Linked DNA regions of Rattus norvegicus: all the other regions are linked to region 2. The links are chromatin contacts, called in public Hi-C maps. All regions are on one chromosome and are shown on one strand. The core of a region is the stretch at or near the end of the contact, and the rest is flanking DNA. Distances in the headings are between cores, read along the strand shown. Region 1 has its middle 60 kb from the start of Rpl21l6. Region 2 overlaps Pik3r1 (phosphoinositide-3-kinase regulatory subunit 1). Region 3 has its middle 25 kb from the start of Rpl21l6.

Region 1 (3,548 bases), core at 79-2,578, 410 kb before region 2:
GCTTGTGGCCGCTGATAAGAGTCATTCCATTTAGAGTAGCTGGCAGATAGGTGTCCTGTGTATCTGGCCCTGTATAAAGGTATCCAATCCCCAGAAACCTCTGTGGTGGAGCTGGGGCTGTGCGCTTGGCCTTTGTCTGGTCTCTTGGAGATAGTGTGTTTGCCCTCCAGGTAAACTTCATGCTAGTGTTCATTTGAATATTAATGTGCTGTTGTACAATGTCTCTTGCACTATCCCCCCATTCGCTGGGGATTAGGTTGAGCAGGCCATCTTGCTCAGTTTAATCATCCGTTTCAGTGCTGCGGAGGCTGGCTGTGGTGTTGGTTGCGTCCCTTTATACCATCCAAAATGCTCCGGAGCGCTAACCAAATGGAAATGAGCCCCTTCATCTTGCACACAGATAATTAAACTTCAAACACTGTTTATCTTGGTCCCCAAATCCTCAGAATGCAGAAGCAAATTAATTTTAAATCTATATCTGCTTTAAATAGTAATTGTTTAATCAACAGGCTTGATGTATAATTATATTCTTTGTTCGTGCTCCTTGCAGGCTTGAATAGACCACATAATTCCTGGGTTGCTTTCATTTCTGTAATTAAATCACGTGACAGATACTTGCTATATTACAGTTGACTACAGTTGCTTCTCTCTTACCCCCTTTTAGCTTAGAAACGGTTTCTCGGGAACACTTGGATCACAACCGTTCAGCTTAGCAAGGAGCTCCCAGTATTTAGCTTTAATCCTTCCTCTTCGTTCAACTAATAATTTACTTAGGAGCAATCGATTTTTACTGGTGCTTTATCCTTTCAAAGTTGAGGCTTCTTGTCCTTCCTTTGAACTCGTTTTCTCAAAGAACCCCCTTCACACCTCCCTTGACTGCATAGAAATTACCTACGTGAACCTGTGGAAGTCATATTATCTGGACAGATGTTATATATAAGGCTCAAACAGCACAAAAATATTCTGGGATTTTTATTTTTATTTTTTAACCATCTGGGACTTTGAGAAGAAAAAAGGAAGTAATTTTCATTATTAGAAGGAGTGGCTTTGGCTCCAAGGATTTATTTTACTTGCCTGGATTCCTCCCGTAAGAATGAGAACTGGACAGTGGATAATTAGGTCAATGCTGGAATCCATTCTCCAATTGGAATTTGTTTGTCCCACACAATATGCCTGATTTTCTTTGGGTCTGTGCTGGAAATGTGATTGCTTTAGCCAATCTGCCTCTCATTTCCTCTGCCCATCAAAGCCTCCAGCTCATTATCCCTCCGGTTTGCTCTCCTCGAGTTCTCACAGTTTTTAATAGTGTTCTTATCTAGGCAGGCGAAACCGGTAAAGCATTGTTGATCTTGGAACAATCAATACTGTAAACACTGGCAGGAGTGACTGGAGGTCAGAGAGAGAGAGAGAGAGAGAGAGAGAGAGAGAGAGAGAGAGAGAGAGAGAGAGAGAGAGAGAGGACGGCATCTCAAACAACAGCAAAGGAAGGACACTTAGTGCTCGTAGCAATCAGATGGTTTCTTCCTTCACCCTTCAGGGCTGTGTCCAAGCTGGCACTTAGAGAACGATGTCTAAGTTGCACTAAGTTCCACGCCAGTCACTCCTGGGTCTCCTTCACTTTCTCCATCTATTATTCCTTGGGTGGAAAAACCCAGGGAGTATCTGTGGTTCCGATGGGTTCCTCTTACCTCTCCCACTCTGTGCTTCCTGGGCACTGTCTGGACCTTCTGCTTTGATCTAGCTGTGTACGATTATGAGATTATGATTTTCAATGTGATTTCCTACCCCTATTCTGTAATTGTCAGATTTTTATTCCCTCATTCTTTCAGGTATTTGTGGAATACATTTCAAATTATGCCTGGGGAATTAATTTCTGCATTTGTCATATGCCTTTCTACATGTCCTTGCAAATGCTGACATAAATGCATGCCATGTCCACAAATGAGTAATTACCCTGTATTAGCAGATCTAGGATATATTTGGGCTGGAGAACTCTAAACTGAATTTTTTTTCCTTCTCTTTACCGGGATAGTACTCATGATGTAGTTTGAGTTTGTATGTTTTCTAAAGTATGGAATCATGCATGATTATACAAATGATCACACGGATATGCTTTGATTAGATGTTGTGTCAGCTAGAGGTTAGTGAGGAAGCATAAAACAGTTTAATCTCTCAACAGATGCACTGTTCCATAGAACTGGTTGTGCTGTTAGAGTTATAATCAAGACACTGTTGAGGGGGTGAGAAGCGTCTCAGAGTTTGGCAATGGCTAACAGCTGTTTCAGACCTGGGGCAGGCATACCACATGGGGCGGCCGGGATAATGGAGCTGTAGTTGGGGCATCAGGGAGAACAGGGAAGTGAGAGCTCAGAGGAGCTGCTTGTTTTTGAAATTGGGGGTCTGCAGGAGCACTGCAGGACACTCCCGGGGCAAAGAGAAAAAGGATGGACAACTTAGCTTCTCCCTTTCTCCCGCCTTGGTCAAGCTTTCTAGACTCCCATAGCCTAATTATACATGGAGTCACTTATGTGCATGAGATCCAGTTCCCCAGTACACACAGAGTAGGCAGAGGAAGTGGAGAGAGTAGGGCTGAGAGCTAAGAGGTCGATGGTGCACAGATGTGGTCAGCCATACTGAGAAAAGTATGTCGGTCAGCTCTACCCAGCAAAGGAACTTCACACAGGCCCTTTCTCTGTAATCTTGCCAGTTCACCATATGTCATTGTCTGCCTCAATGATCCTTTCTGAATAATGACCCCTAATTCTTACCAACGAGGTCTAACTCTCCAGGATTTTCCTCATTCGAATTTCCTTGATAGCTCAGATGCAATCATTTGCTAACATGCCTCTTAAAAAAAACTGATGCTTTTTTCTTGAAATTTTTTTGAATTTTTAACTGTTTGGTTTGCATGTATGTATGTATGTATGTATGTACGTACGTACGTACGTACGTATGTTTGTATGTATGTATGTATGTATGTATGTATGTATGTATGTATGTATGTATGTATGTTATGGACAGTTGAAAGCTGCCATGTGCTTACTTGGAATGGAACTTCAATACTCTGGAAGAGCAGTTAGTGCTTTTTTTTTTTTTTTTTTTCGGAGCTGGGGACTGAGCAGTTAGTGCTTTTAATTGCTGGGTCAACTCTCCAGTTGGCACAACTTTAGAGCAATGGTTCTCATCCTTCCTAATGCTGCAACCCTTTAATACAGTTCCTCATGTTCCTCAAGATAAAATTATTGTGTTGCTACTTTATAACTGTGAATTTGCTATTGTTATGAATCATAATGTAAATATCTGATATGCTGGATATCTGAAATGTGACCCCTGTAAAAGGGTCATTCAACCCACAAAGGGGTCCACTGTGTTAGAAGAGAGAAAGGAAGCAAGGTATAGGATGTCCACATATTATGCTACAGATACTAATCTGGGAACTTTGTGGAGTGTCTCTCAATGTGTAATCCTCAGGTACTATTCCTGTGCTTTGGTAAGATATTGACTGAAACTCAGCAGGGGAGGGCATCTGTTTTAAGGTGACACAGTGG
Region 2 (3,427 bases), core at 96-2,595:
TGTCATATCATATATCGTTTTCTTTTTCTTTTTCTTTTTTTTTATTGAATAAAGCAGCTTTGAAGCTTATCAGGGCCCTGCCCAACATTTAGTCCGAGAAAAAAAAAAAAATCTGTTATGAACTTTTTAACCTTGGGCTAACAGCCAAGTACTCTGTACAAGAAAAACTGTAAAATATTTCATAGTTTTAATTCTGAAGCCATTTTTCCTTTCTGGCATCCTGTACATTTATTTTATTTTATTTTTTTTAAAAAAAAGTAAGAATAACAAAAACAAATATTAACAAAAGTCAGGGACAGTATTTTCAAGCAACAAAATCCTGGGGTGAGGAAAGCTTACTCTGAAGGTGATCGGAAACTGGTAACAACGTAATAAAAATCGAGAATTGCATAGCGCTGCACGTTCAGCCTTTAGCAAAACAAAAACAGAAGCTATTTGGTATTGATACAAATCCATCTATTTGATAGTTAGTCACTCGTTATTATGTACATGTTTTATATACTGAATGTCATTTTTAAGTCCCCTTGTCCACACTCTTTTTCTCTGTTGGCAGGTTGTTGGTTTGACAAGCTTGAACAAAAAGGTTTTCTGGTGTTTTTGTTTTTCCTCCGAACGCACTGCATCGATGTTCTCTCTCTGAGCAGACGCGGCTCTCTGCTACATGTCATCCGTTCATTTAAAAAGGAAACAATCCACAGTGCGATGTGTCTGGGATCACCACACCCAGTGACACCCAGGCTAAACCAGGCTGGACCGAGCGGCCCCAGGTGCAGGCTCCTCGGCCCTGTCTACCTTCTGGTCTCCAAAGTCCCAACTTGTAGCTGGTAAAGCTTCAGAAAGCGTTCACAAGCACCATGGTTAAAGGCCTCTTTGTCCTTGCACGGAGAGATTTTTTTGCATTTCTTTTTCCTCTGTGTATTGTGGCTTTAAATTAAAAGAAAAAAAAAAAAAAAAAAAAGAAAGATAAGGTTAGAAACGTCTGGTCATCCAACAGCCCTAGGCTGCATGTCTTCCCCGACTTCTTTTTGTCCAAGAAAGCTCTAGTCCCATGTGCAGACATCCGGCTTCGATTCCGCAGCTCAGTTCACAGGTCGGGCTGGAGAGGAGCCCTTTGCTTCCCAGAGGCCTTGGGTGGCTTGAAGGTGAGGAACTGTATCCGAGGGAGGGCAGCGCTTCATCGCCTCTGTTGTGCATATACTGGGTATGCTAGTGTGACATTGAGGGAGTCATTGTGCTGCACCAGGGAGGTGTGTTGGTAATGTAGCACCAGCTCTTTCAGGGAGCTGTACAGGTTGTAGGGCTCGGCGAAGCCATAGCCGGTGGCAGTCTTGTTGATGACGCAATGTTTGACTTCGCCATCTACCCTGGAAAGGGGAAGGGAACAAGAAAAGCCTTTTGAGCTGGTCCCAGACAATCTGGAATGCCGCTGTAGGGTATTTTTAACAAAGCTGTCCTCATGGAGGGGGCACAGTGAATGGTCTGTTTCACTCCTGGAGAACCAAAGCCCCAAAGCCACAGTAGACTATTAGTGCCCTTTATGCTGGGGAAGCAACACGCACAGCATTTGAGCCTCCTTCACTAGACTGCTAAACGTTTTAACAAAAGGAGAGGCATAACCCGTGTGTATGGAGTAGGGTTCCTACGAGATGTGAGCGCTTGCTAGACGTGTGGCTGGATGTGCCATGTGGCCAGCATGTGACAAATGGCAGCTTCCGACCTTTCAGGTGCTGTTGTTACTATCTCAGTAGGACCACGTGCTAGCTTCCCTCCTTCCAGTTATAATCAACAGGTCTCTTCAGCTCTCCTTGAAATGCCATCAAAGCTCTCCATCTTGGCATTTATTCTGCATTCTCCTAGTCTCTCATCCTAACTCAAAAGCTCTCCCTGTCTTTCTCATAGGGATAGCTCTTAAACGAAGCCGTGGTTTTTTTTTTAGTGTCTTTCCATACAAGAGGATGGTTATTTTTCTGTCCCTGTGATGCTAGTGACTCCCAACCTTCCTTGCATCGTTCTTTCGGCTGACTGGGGTCTCCATGTGGCAGCCTATGCTGAACTCAGTCACTCACCATCCTCTTGCCCAAGCCTCTGAGTGCTAGGATTACAGGCGCCATACTCCGCCTTCCGACTGTACTTTTTAAAGTACCCCTTCCACAGAGTTAAGGGGTAAAAAGAAACTAGACTACAAGATAGAAATGTGTCCACTTCTGGGGGTATCTCTGAACGATCGCAATGGAGTCCTTGCTCTTGTTTAGGTCATCCCTGAAGGAGTGCCTGGTCTACTTCAGGTGTTCTCACAGAAACGTGACTGTGCGTTCTAACTATATGGACTCTTAGAGGGGTGGGAATAGTGGGCCATCTCTGTTTATAACTAAGAAAGAAAGAAAAACCACTTGTCCCAGCTGTCCAACCAAATGGCAGAGGGGTCTCTCCGTTAGGTGTTCTAAACAGAATCGTTTTCACATTCTAATGGCCGACGAATAGCTGAAACAGGAGGAGGAAGTGGCTTTGAGCTACTTACACTACAGAGCAGGCATAGCAGCCCTGCTTACTGCTCTCCCGGACCAGGAAAGTGCCATCTCGTTTCCCTCGCAATAGGTTCTCGGCTTTGTTTCGGTTGCTGCTCCCCACATTCCACGTCTTCTCATCATGGTGGGGCAAATCCTCGTCATCTTCTACCAGTGAGTATTGGCTGCACAGGCAGAAGGGAAGGTTTGTGACTGAAGAGTGTGGGAACCCAGCCTGCCCCCAGGTCTCCTTCCAAGCAAGTCAATCAGATGACTCAGCTCTCTCTGCTCTCCTTGTGTCTGGCCTTCTCACCAACCCCCAGGGTGAACGGTGAGCAGAACCTTATTACTACCTCCTCTTGCTAGTCCGAGGCCACCCTTAGATACCCGGGCAGGGGCAGAAATCAGAAGACTGCCCGTTCGGAAATAATTCAAGCCAAACATATACTTAACCTTCAAATTATACTAAACATAATTGTCGGTTTCCTCTCATTGTTCCAAAAATATTTGGGGGTTTTTCTGATATTCAGGGGCATCATTATGGACATACATACAGGGTCAATTTATATAACTGTGGGTTAAAAAAACAAACAATGCCAAAAACCCAATCTTCCTGGGCCCAACTCTCCCTTTGTAAAGCTCTGGGTCCTGCCACTGAGTTTATAGTTTTTCCTTGGTATGTGCCCCAAAGTCAGTGAAAACCCATTGACAAAACTCTCAGCTCTGCAGCTGTCTGCTTCCCTCCCGACTTCCGCGGCTACTTACTCTTCTGTGTTTTCGTTTCCCAACCATTCGTTCAGCTTCTTCTGCCGGACCCCTTTCTGCGTCAGCCACCTGAAAGAGTTTTGCAAAGTAAGGACCTTGAGGATTGCTCCTTGATTTTAGCCACTGTCAAAGTCTCCAGGCCCTATTTCCAACACTCA
Region 3 (3,414 bases), core at 850-3,349, 330 kb before region 2:
CTGAAGTTTTAGTAGGGGTACAGTGGTGTTTCATAATAGGAGGGAACAAAAGATTACTAAACTTGAAACTTCATGTGTAGTCATGTATCAGATGTTACTGATAGGTGGATTAATTTTTTTCCCCAGTAACCCATGGGCTGATGAAAAGATATTCAAATGGACTTGCATTTGAGAGCCAAAAAATTTCCATGCAAAATTCCTTTGGGACTTTTTTTTCTTCTTCTTTAGATAAGTAAAACCAAGTTCTGGATGCAGGAGGGGAAAAAAAGCCTAAATATTATGACCTCACTTGTCATCAATATGCATATCAAGTTTTGCTGTTTTAAAATTTTCCCGGTCAATGTAGGTATTAAAAGCCCCTTGTCAACCAGCCAACTGTGTTGATCTCTTTTCTCCTCAGTGACTGTTTCCTAGTCAGTTGCTGTCTGGGGTCAGTTTTCTAGGCTAGACAGCACATTTGTAAATACAGAGACCTCTGGCTTTGAGTCAGTCCTTAATATCTGGATGGGGGAAGGATGTGGCTCACCTCTTCTCAGGTCAGTGGATTGCTGCCTTTTATGTACCAGGCATCTGAGTTACTCAATAACTTTTGGGCAAGTCAACTGTATTCTCGAAGCACGTAGGCACTTTTGGTGTTTAAGTAACATATTTGACACTGAATCAGATCCCTATAAGCCAGATTTCAGTTCTTCCAAACTCTAAAGATGGGCTAAGCTTGGCTTTCGGCTTAGTTCACTGAATAGCTCAAAATTGTTTTTCAAATGTCCCTGGGATTGGCCAAAACCAAATCTACTTTGCCAAACATTTTACTTAATTTAATAACAAAAATCCCATCTGTATTTTAATGAAAATTTAATCCATATGCTTGATTCACTTTTTGCATTTAATCCATCAAAATATTTTGTAAGAGTTATCTGGAATCCAAAAGGCCTTCTATGTCATTTTTTTTTGTAGAAATGTGTTGGCATAGGACTCTCTCCCTAAGCATTTTCTTCTTCTCCTAATAGGGAAATTCTGCTTTCCCAGCACCCAGATGACTTAGAGCTTGTGCACCCTTTCTGTGGTTCTCCTTTACACCAATTACACTCTTGTGGAATCACTAATCAAAATGGCTCACAAAGATATTCTCATTCTGCATTTCTGTAGTATGTAAGAAAGGAAAGAAGTGAAAGGTTAGGGTGATATGGAATCTTGGCTTTTATTCTGAGGTAGAGCCTAGAAGCCATGCCCTTAGTCCTCCATGTCCATGGAATAATTGAATGTATTTAGGCAGAAGTATTTCATAAGTATTTCATGTCGAAGGGGATGGGGAGGTGGCTAAATATTTCCCATAAAGCTGATTTATAGAGGTTGAATATATATATATATATTGGCTAATTTCTCTCTTTTTTTAAATTAATCATTCAACTCGTTTACATCTCAAATGATATTCCACCTCCCAGTTACCCCTCCACAAACCCCTCATCCCACATCCACACTCTCCTCCTCCTCCTCCACTGTCTCTATGAGGGTATTCTCCCACCCATGCCACCTTCTCCTGCCCCACCGCTCTAACATCCACCTGTACTAGGGCATCAAACCTCCACAGAACCAAGGGCCTCCCCTCCCACTGATTGTCAGACAAGGCTATTCTCTGCTACATATGTATCTGGAGCCATGGATCCCTCCCTGTACACTCTTGGTTAGTAGTCTAGTCCCTGGGAGCTCTGGGTAATTCGGCCAGCTGATATTGCTCTTCCTATGGGGTTGCAATTCCCCTCTGCTCCTTCAGTCCTTCTGCCAGCTCCCCCACCAAGGTCTCTGAGCTCTGAAGGTTGGCTCCAAGCATCCACATCTGCATTGGTCAGTTGCTGGCCAAACCTCCCAAGGTACAGTCACACCAGGTTCCTGTCAGCAAGTGCCTCAAGTTACGTAACATTTCAGGTGACTATAACATAGAAAAGCTCTTCCTAGGCTCATTGGAAAAGAGATTGCAAGTGCAGAGCATTGATAGTTTACTTTGAAGACTAGCTCTGCCTTGCTGGGCAACAGGCAGTCCAGCAGTGGCTAAAGAGAGGAGGGAGGGTGGAAGGGAGAACCAGAAATGGAGGTTTGTGGCCTTGGCTGTGCTCTTCAGTGAGGTCATCGCTCTTCATTGCTGCCCTGCTGGGCCTGTCCTGCTGCCAGGACCCAAAGAGCTTCAGATACAATTGATCTCATTATAGATCAGGACAGACTTGGCTCAGATGGATGGCGGGCTCTCTCCCAGTGATTAGGACAGAGCATACTTTTCTCCCCATCCCCACTCCTATCTCAGTCTTCTGGCTGAAGGTTCTTTTGTCTTTGGATTAATCTAGGGTTAATCTAAGTTTACTTACTTGCTGCAAGTCTGAGCTGGCAAGGTGGACATAATCTTCAAATAACTCTGAAAATGCCACTCCCACCATCAGTGCGTGTGCTAATTTGTTTAACCTCTGTCTACATTGGACCCAGACCAACTCTGAAATACTGGGCACAAGGCTTAGTAGGATTAAATCAAAGATTAGTTCTGCATCTGATCTCAGACGTAGTTCTTACTTTCTTGCCGGCTTGCTAGGAGACTTCTCAGTGCTTTGTTTTTCTCAGAGACAGAGTAGAATGGAAGAATCTGGAAATACAAAAGGAACTTCAGAAGGCTATTAAGGTGCTCCAATAATGACTGCACTTAAACTGTTCCTTCAGTGAGAACTTTTCTCTCAGACACTTGTGGAGGAAGACCACCATTTCCTTGATAAGGCATTCTGTTTCCCCATAATGTATGGTGATTCCCTCACAAGGGTGATTATGATGTTTAGGGAGTGGTGGTGGGCAGATCGGAGAGATACTTGCTTCCTTCCCAAACTTAAGAAGTGAAAAGTAAAGACAGAAGGTAGAGCTCCATGTAGATTCTTCCCGGTGTACAGAAATGAGCTCCATTCTGATTGTAAGTTCTTGACATTCCTTGTTTCTACCTCACTGTCTCTGTCAGAATGATACATGATCTGTGATGTTCTTACATCATTCTAGATTGAGACTTAATTCCTCTGAAAAATAAATTGCAACAGACCCTCTGTTTCTTGCCTAAAATCTTCCTCATTCAACCAGCAATCTGTTTAAGCTAAGATAGAGACTTCTCTGTTCTTTTGGTTCATACTGAAGTGTCTGTTCTCATAGTTAGTAAACTTGCTACTACCAAAGATGAACACTGGGACCTGGGAACCCTCAGATGGGTCCTGGGGACCTGGGAACCCTCAGACGGATCCTGGGGACCTGGGAACCCTCAGATGGGTCCTGGGGACCTGGGAACCCTCAGACGGATCCTGGGGACCTGGGAACCCTCAGATGGGTCCTGGGGACCTGGGAACCCTCAGATGGGTCCTGGGGACCTGGGAACCCTCAGACGGATCCTGGGGACCT

Evidence for each region. A called contact is a pair of places that touch in the nucleus more often than the background predicts.
Region 1: a Hi-C map of liver shows a contact between it and region 2, with 2.4 times the contacts expected there. The contact joins two enhancer-like sites. A contact is called at or near these places in 6 of 12 Hi-C or Micro-C datasets (the A7r5 cell line, frontal cortex, kidney and 2 more) and 1 of 1 datasets of contacts at active chromatin or transcription factors (oligodendrocytes).
Region 3: a contact with region 2 is called in a Hi-C map of liver, with 2.7 times the contacts expected there. The contact joins two enhancer-like sites. A contact is called at or near these places in 3 of 12 Hi-C or Micro-C datasets (kidney and liver).

What each region holds. Positions count from the first base shown.
Region 1 is chr2:34,201,248-34,204,795 of GRCr8, forward strand. No RefSeq gene overlaps it. Among named protein-coding and RNA genes, the nearest start is that of Rpl21l6, 60 kb to the right of the region's middle. Within about 2 kb of position 1,329, at least 3 of the 93 cell types and tissues checked have an H3K27ac peak or open chromatin away from gene starts, as enhancers often do. A contact at or near this core is called in liver, where this site is marked.
Region 2 is chr2:34,615,811-34,619,237 of GRCr8, forward strand. It overlaps Pik3r1 (phosphoinositide-3-kinase regulatory subunit 1), which reads right to left. Exons shown (of 16, transcript NM_013005.2): 14 at 3,270-3,338; 15 at 2,519-2,689; 16 at 1-1,364. The coding sequence ends at 1,175. Among named protein-coding and RNA genes, the nearest start is that of Pik3r1, 80 kb to the right of the region's middle. Within about 2 kb of position 1,346, at least 3 of the 93 cell types and tissues checked have an H3K27ac peak or open chromatin away from gene starts, as enhancers often do. A contact at or near this core is called in liver, where this site is marked.
Region 3 is chr2:34,286,227-34,289,640 of GRCr8, forward strand. No RefSeq gene overlaps it. Among named protein-coding and RNA genes, the nearest start is that of Rpl21l6, 25 kb to the left of the region's middle. Within about 2 kb of position 2,100, at least 11 of the 93 cell types and tissues checked have an H3K27ac peak or open chromatin away from gene starts, as enhancers often do. A contact at or near this core is called in liver, where this site is marked.